3 separate regions of the Gossypium hirsutum genome follow, and regions 1 and 3 are each linked to region 2. Evidence: chromatin contacts called from public Hi-C data. All regions are on one chromosome and are shown on one strand. The core of a region is the stretch at or near the end of the contact, and the rest is flanking DNA. Distances in the headings are between cores, read along the strand shown.

Evidence for each region. Hi-C and Micro-C count contacts between places; a contact is called where the count stands out from the background.
Region 1: a Hi-C map of leaf shows a contact between it and region 2, with 2.4 times the contacts expected there. The contact joins the enhancer-like site here to the promoter of LOC107917328 in region 2. A contact is called at or near these places in 2 of 34 Hi-C or Micro-C datasets (both in leaf).
Region 3: a Hi-C map of leaf shows a contact between it and region 2, with 1.9 times the contacts expected there. The contact joins the promoter of LOC107916989 here to the promoter of LOC107917328 in region 2. A contact is called at or near these places in 3 of 34 Hi-C or Micro-C datasets (callus and leaf).

What each region holds. Positions count from the first base shown.
Region 1 is chrA01:16,395,115-16,397,814 of Gossypium_hirsutum_v2.1, reverse strand. No RefSeq gene overlaps it. Among protein-coding and RNA genes, the nearest start is that of LOC107921149, 10 kb to the left of the region's middle. Within about 2 kb of position 1,319, at least 3 of the 9 cell types and tissues checked have an H3K27ac peak or open chromatin away from gene starts, as enhancers often do. A contact at or near this core is called in leaf, where this site is marked.
Region 2 is chrA01:16,925,492-16,928,191 of Gossypium_hirsutum_v2.1, reverse strand. LOC107917328 (transcription factor bHLH53) reads left to right here and starts at 1,339. Exons shown (of 2, transcript XM_041111910.1): 1 at 1,339-1,501; 2 at 1,607-2,555. The coding sequence starts at 1,628. The coding sequence ends at 2,254. It overlaps TRNAR-CCG (transfer RNA arginine (anticodon CCG)), which reads right to left and starts at 518; the gene lies at 446-518.
Region 3 is chrA01:16,313,446-16,316,145 of Gossypium_hirsutum_v2.1, reverse strand. It overlaps LOC107916989 (probable LRR receptor-like serine/threonine-protein kinase At1g56140), which reads left to right and starts at 1,329. Exons shown (of 24, transcript XM_041111890.1): 1 at 1,329-1,558; 2 at 2,222-2,414. The coding sequence starts at 1,429.

The DNA.
Region 1 (2,700 bases), core at 70-2,569, 530 kb after region 2:
AGCTTGGTTTAGGCACTTGGAAGCTTATGCATCATGCAAGAAAGCACATGAATTAGTTTCTTTCTTGCAAGCAAAAACCTAGGCACATTAGCTTAAAAGATTATTCCTATTTCATTCCACCAACTTCAGTGTTTTTTTTTTCTTTCTTTCTTTTGAATTTGGTTTTTCTTTTTCACATCCATTAAAGATACAATGAATTATAGTAATTTTGGATAGAGTTTACAAATGATGAATCTTAAAAAATTAAAATAATTTTATTTATTTAACGTATTCAAATAATTATCTTTAAAATTAACCCCAAATTCAATCTTATTGTTGAAATTACAAGACAACCTAATTAGTAGGTGATGATATTAAAAAAAAAAAGGTAATGTATCTCTTTTTTGCTTTTTTATTATTTACGATTCATTTGCAAATAAAAAAAATGTTTTATATATATATATTTAAATTTATATTTTAAAAAAGAGTTAGTATCGTTAAGTAACATATTAAACTCAACTAATAGTATACATCAATTCAGTGAACAGTAATTATTCTAATTTGTTTACCAACTTTTTGGGTCAAATTTATTTTTGTCATATAGAATAAATATTGTTTTAAAAGAAAAAGACTTTGTAGAGGTGGGATCCGCATCCGCGTAACAGACAGAAAGCAAAACAAAGTGGGTCAGCAACGCATGGTTTTCCACGATGCCGTATGGTCCTTACTTTTTTATTTATATCATAAACTTTCTGACTGAAATTTTATTCACTAATTTCCTCATATTTTCTTAATTTCAATTTAATTTAATAATTATAATGATTGATTTTTAATATAATCATATTTCTTAATTTAGATGAAAATATTAAATTGGAAGTGAATACACTTATCCGGCGTTTATCATATACGCTTGCTTACATCATACAGTTTTATATTTTTTCCCATGAATTTAATGTGTTTTCCTTTCATTCTTTTTTAAAAGATTTATGAAATTTTGTGGTTTGATGAAAATAATAATTAAGGGAATAAAATTATTATTAATTTAAGAGTATATTAATAAATTCTTTAACATATTAAACCTTTAAAATTAATTAAATAATCATTATACAAATAAAATGAGAATAAAAATCTTAGCTCAGAGGGAGATGAAGCAAAAGGCTAAATATATCATAGGATGCTTTGGGTATGCATTTATATCGTTGGGTTTAAAAGAAAAACGTAGTCAACAATAATAATCACGCCATCAGAAAAAAATAATATATTCAACCTTATGGTCCAAGCAACCACATAAAATTTTAAAAAATATAAAATAAAGAACAAAAAGAAGGGACAAGTTTAGTCCAAGGCTTGACATTAAATTGATTAAAAGAGATTAGGAAGAGTCCAACCGTACATGTCCCATGCTACGGACAGAAGAATTTATAATTTATAAAATGAGTCAATATTTGTGCAACAATTTCTCATTTAAAATTGGCCCACAAATTTGCAAATGTTGACCGAGTAGGGGGAAGTGGGGCTAATGTGATGGCTGGCCTTCCACCTGTTGAGAAATGGGGCATGCCTTTCTAGATTTTTTCCTATAACTAGCGTTGAAGTCAACAAAGCATTCACTTAGTTTCTATTTCTTAATTAATACCCATGTTTAACAATATTACAAGGTGTAGTACTATAGATGCACCAAAACCACAAATACCAACATCATCAGTTTCAACCTCTTCCTTTCTAGAATATTGCTTCTTCTGCTTATCGAAAAATCAACATTGGTGAGATCTTTAGACCATTAGGGTAGTTGGTAATATTTTGGTCTTAATTTCACATTAAGTAAATTAATAACTAAATTAATTTTTCTTGTTTTTATGGCTTTGATAGAAGTTTTTAATATTTTTTATTTTTTATCTTAATCATTTTTATTTTATTTAAAAATAAAATATAATCATTTGGTTAAGTTAGTAAACTTAATTAATAATTTTAAAATTTATATTTATATATAAATATATTTGTGTATATGGTTAAGGCAGAGATTCTGAGTTTTTAAGACTCATGTTTGAGTCGTACCATGTACATTTGTGATGTGTGAGTCTTTACCCCCACCTTGTGCGTGTGCCAAGTGATGGTTCCTTTTTTTTTTTTTTTAGTTCTTCACCCATTGTGCTTTATATTAGGTTGATCTTATATGTCATTATAGTTGATTGGACATGTATTTATGCTTGTACTTACAATTTGTACCCTTGTGTTGTGCTTGTAATTGTACTATCTTATATTAATAACAATATATATAATTTATGTATAATATATATGCAAAATATTTTAGAAAATACTAATAGGATAATTTATGTATATATAATTTATATGTCTTATTTATTTAGTTTATATTTTGTAAAATATCAATTAAAGACATTTGAAAATTATCTCTTAAACTCGCATGTAGAGTTAAAAAACTTCACCACCAATATATCCAAAATTGTACATTGAAACACACATACAAGAACAAAAACAGTATAAGATTGACAACTTTGCCTTTGAATTAATTTATGCCAAACGGGTATTTGGTAAAGGATTTAACTATTGCTCCATTTAAGTTAAGAATAAAGAGATTGAAACGAAATATTTTAATATATTTATTTAATAATTAATATAAATATAATATTAACTATTCATGAAAATTAAAAAAAAAAAAGAAAAACGAAGATAACAACTTTATTGTTTTTTATTTTATTGTAA
Region 2 (2,700 bases), core at 90-2,589:
CAAGTCAATCAATAAATATTTTAAAAAATAGAAAGAAAAAAGACTTCAATTGTGTGACAATTTGTGATTACTTCTAGAAATTACAATAATCATAGATTTTTTTTTTAATTGAATAAAGAAAATATCAAGTTACCAATTCAAAAATTAGTGATGAAATTTTATCTGACTCCTTTTATCAATTACATACCCTTATCAACTTCAAACAAAAATTATATACCCTTAACATTAATCTCATACAAAAAAATAGTTTAAATTCACATATTTAGTTAGACAAATGGTTTTTGGGGTTCTTTACTGGTTTGAAAGGAGAGTTGAGATTTAAGATATATTTTTCTTGAGTTTTTTTTTAAGAGGTATATTCACAAAAAAAAAGAACTGAGGGACTAAATTTCAAGAATTGAAAATAGAATAGCTAAATTTCAAATTTGTAAAATAAATGCAAAAACGACCGCGATGGGACTCGAACCCACAATCTCCCGCTCCGGAGGCGAGCGCCTTATCCATTAGGCCACGCGATCCTTTAGTTTTGTCAGTTAAATAAAATATATTTAAACATTGTGTTATTCCTTTATGAACTCTTCTGATTGATTGGCAATTCGTATCCTGATATAGCTGCATAATAATTAATTAACTAAATCTTTAAACATATGTTGGGCAGCTACCTAACGTATCCTCCTATTCCTCACTATCCATTCGACTCTTTCATCTTTTTTGTCCCCAAATATCTGTTTATAGTCTTTACTCATATTTTATTTTATGTTTTTTTTTCGGCTTTTGAATTTAGAAGTAAATATTTATTTAGATGTAGGCATCAATTTTACCTTCAAATTTAGTAATATCTATACTGCTTATAAAATTCTTGACCCATTTTGTGTTAATTGGTAGCACAAAAAATTAATATACCTCTTATTTTAAATGATAATTGATATTTTTATTTTTATTTTCATATTTTTATGTTACCTTTAAATTTAAAATTTTAAAAAACACAACCTAAATAAGTTTAGAAAAAGAAACTATATACTTGAATCTAAAATATTAAAATATTGAAGTTTTAATTTTAGCTAAAATTTTATTAGCTTTTTATATAATTTTTACAGGAAAATGTTTTCACCAAAAGTGTGGCATAAGTTAGCGAAAAAGGATCGATCCTCGACTGCCATCCAACATTGGCAGTTGATCAGACGGTAAGGCATCAGTTGTAATATACGTCCTAAGATCCAAACAGATATCAGTTGTAAGGCATACAGCAATATATTGGACACCTGCAATAGAGGTGATAGCGGGAATTGAGTTGCCGCATGTAACTACCTCTAACCGTTTCTTATCAAGTCTTCCCTATTTTATCGCAACCCACCACTCTCTTCTCGGATTCAGTTTTTCCTTTTTTTAGTTTCTTTTTTGTATAAAGGTTGGTCTTCTAAAAATCTTTCCTGTCTCAAACTCAACAGGTAGTCAATAAGCACCAAAACTGATTTTTGACAGTTTTCTTCTTCTATTTCAGGTATGTTAAGCTTCTCTTTTACCCTTTTTTTATTTTCTGTAATCTGTTGCTACTTTGGGTCTCCTGTAATATAAATTTCTTTCTTTTCTTTTTCTTTTTTTGCAGCATTTTCAACAGCTACGTACCATGGTTTTGAGTTCATATTTCGACTGGCAAACTGATGTGCCAATGTATGAAAGAAAAACAGTTGAAGCTGAGAGTGAGACTCAGCTTGCCGCTGCAGATGGTCTTGAATGCTACTGGAATGCATTTGAGCTGCCTTATACTTTTCCTGCTTCTTACCTTGACCCTCATCACTACACTTCATTACTTACATTATATTCCATTCCACCTGAAGTCACCCCATATGAAACTTTGAGCTCCTACCCATGGCCCAAACGTCACAAACTCATTGAAGATCATTACTACTCAGACTTGATGCCTGGTGTCTTTGATGGGGTTGCTGTAAGTCCATGTCCAGTGCTTGAAGATCATCAGATTAACTTGGAAGGAATGAAAACAGTGGGAAACTGCAACAAGATTAGCGAGGAAAAGTGTGTGTCAGTGCAAAGCATTGCAGCAAGAGAGAGGAGAAGGAAGATTACTAAAAAGACTCGAGAGCTAGGGAAGCTTGTGCCTGGGGGGAGTAAGATGAACACTGCTGAAATGCTTCAATCTGCATTCAAATATATCAAGTATTTGCAAGCCCAAGCTGGGATCCTTCAAGTTATGGACTCCTTTCCGGTAATTCTTCTTCTTTTGATAAGTAAATGAAAATGTTGGTAAGCAGAGGAGTTAAATTTAAAGTTGAAAACAAATGCAGGAAAATGAGAAGAGGAGTTGGGATGGGAAAATGGAAATGGTAACAAGTCCCAAGGTACAGGAGAAGCTTTACATGGAAGATAAGTGCTTGGTACGGAAGGATGTGGTTATCTCTTTGACAACCCTTTTTAAACCTCCACTCTCTCATGAACTCACTCGCCTTTTATGATCTTTACCTTCCAATGACTGAAATAACTCTTTTATTTTTTTATCTGTAGTGTCTGTAGTTGAGTTTTGTTTATTTTGTTTTAACATGTATATTGTATCAAATATTCATGCTTTGATGGGTGTGTTTGTATTGCATTTTGTAATTCATTTCATTTTCAAAATGCCATTATTCTATTCAGCAATCTCTCTTCTTCAGTTCTGAAAATTACCTTTTCCTCAACCAGCAAATT
Region 3 (2,700 bases), core at 80-2,579, 610 kb after region 2:
TAAAAATAAAAAAATTAAAGAAAATTCTAAAAAGATAGAAAATTCTGCAAATTATAAAAACATTTTTTTTTTTCATTTTCCCAACAAAATATGAAACAAAATGTATGTTGAATCCAATAAAAACTTAATCGAGTCAAACATAATGATTTAAAACAACATTTCACTCTCAAATTTCTCCTAAAAACATAAAAACAAGCAGCAACGCATGAAGATTTATAAAATTGAAAGAACATTTTGACCTGGATTAACTCTCTCTCTCTCTCGTATATAATAAATTATTTTAACATTAATTTATATGATTAAAATAACATGTCTCGAAAAGGTAATTTTATTTACGTCTTACTCTATTTCATTCATCACACTTGTGATAATTTAACATCGATTGAGATCTTTGATGTGGCATTAAATGTTGTTAAACGATAAGTTTTTATAATAATATTGGGGGATGTGTTAAAAACGAATGCTTAGTAAAAACTTTAACTATTGTTCCATACAAGTCAAGATATTAGGCTCCAGAGTTTTTTTTTTTTTGCCTAAGCAATTTGACTCGAAAATAGAAATGTTGATTCAACCAATTTTTACTGGTTTATTTGGTTTAGGGTTCCTATTCAATTGCGATTCATGGCTCAATCAATTCTCACCCTTACTCCGAATTGATCTACCGATCGATTCTCAATCTAATCAATTCAACTGATAATCTAATTCGATTTTAGTAACTTTAGTTTTAAGATATTTCAGATAAGAACTTTTAACTACTGGTAGTTGACTTTGCAGTTAAAATTATGTGTGACAATTAAAGCACAGGGTGCAAATAATTTAAAAACATTTATAAACTGAAAAGGTCATGCATGGTATGAAAAGTAAATTTTTTATTAGAACTTTAGGATATATAATAGCACCATCCATGACGCATGGACGGGCGGGTGTCATTGTCGTATTTGTACGTGAAACTCAAATGTAATGGCTGGCGCGCCACCAATGCGCTCCGTTGAAATACTATAGTTGAATATTCAACAATTAAATAATCAATAACAACGTCTAAAATATTTTGATAATCCACAGTCAGACTTTTTCATAGGGTTAGCATTTCCTTAACAATATTGTAATGAATATATGTTAAAATTCAACTAAAATTATTTAAAATTTTGTACAAATGAAAACCAACCATCATGTATGAGAGGAAAGGGAAGTAATGGAATCCCTTCCGACATTTCTTACTCTAATATTAAAATAAATGAATATTGGTTTGGTCAAATTTTATGATCCAAAAAGGTTGCTTAATTTGCAATTATTCATAAAAGGCAACATTTTTAACTACTCTCCTACAACTTTTTTTCATTCAACAATCAAACAGAGAAATATATATATAGAGAGAGATACATACATATACATGAAACAACAATTAATTAACATTGGAAGCAGTGATTGATGAAGATGTGGAAATTATTTAGATCAGAACAAGTTCTGGGTTTGAGTTTATGTGCTCTTTGTGTTTTAGTTTTGCCTTTTGCAGCTGAAGCTCAAAATCAATCTCAGCCAACTACTGATCCTGCTGAAGGTTGGTGGTTCTTAATATTTTCGTTATATTACCTCTTTCAAACGTTTGGAAATAACATGTGCGCTAAATCGAAATAAGTTACAACTAAGCTCTCTTTCTTTAGTTGGATACATACTTCTTTGCATGGCGTTTAAGAGATTAGATACATAATATTCAGGTTGTTCGAATATGACTATAATATTATTTTCATCGATGATGATATGATGAATGAAAAGCTTATTTTTGAATCTGAATGATTTTTTTATGTGTTAAAAATTTTATAAAATTATTAGTAATTTTTTTGTGAGATGGGTTATACATTTAGTTTGATAGGGAGGCTTGCTTTAGATATCGTCTTATAATTGAAAGTAGTTTGATTCATATTAATAATAATATTATTAATATTATTTTATTTAAATTTACTTGTGAAAATATATAAATAAATGATATAAAAAATTATATATTTTAAATAATAAAATGATTATTAAACTGTGTACGAACTAATTAATAAAAATGTAACTCATATCATGTTTTTATTGGATACCTATAATAAAACGAGAACAATTTGGTTAAAAACTTCATTAAGAATTAAGAAGCGGTTATTTGTTTTAACTGTCAATATTTTTTAGTTAAATTTTATTTAGAAGACATGTAGAAAGTTGACACCCTTGAATGGGAGTTCAGTGAGAGCATTGAACTCAATATTTGAAGACTGGGGAATAACAGCACGACAGGACCAATGGAACACAACGGGTGATCCATGCAGTGGAGCGGCCCTCGACTCTGACTCCACCGACATCGACAACGTTGCTTACAACCCTTTCATCAAGTGCGACTGTTCTTTCAGCAATGGTTCTACTTGTCATATCACCCGCCTGTACGTATCCGGTATCTCAATCCCATGAAAACCTGTTATTTTTCATGTACGGTATTTGATGGTTGTATAGCTTCTGTTTTGACATTATGTCTGAATGATCTTGAAACTGCTTGTATTGAAGCTATAATTGTTCCCATCCACTTGCATATTGCTTTAGTTCTACTTTTCGTAGCAAAAACTTTTCAGTTTTTTCTTTAATCGTATATATTTCATTAACCTAAATTTTAACTACTATGGACTTGAAAACTTTTTTAATATATGAAAATATTATCTATTAACTTTTTTT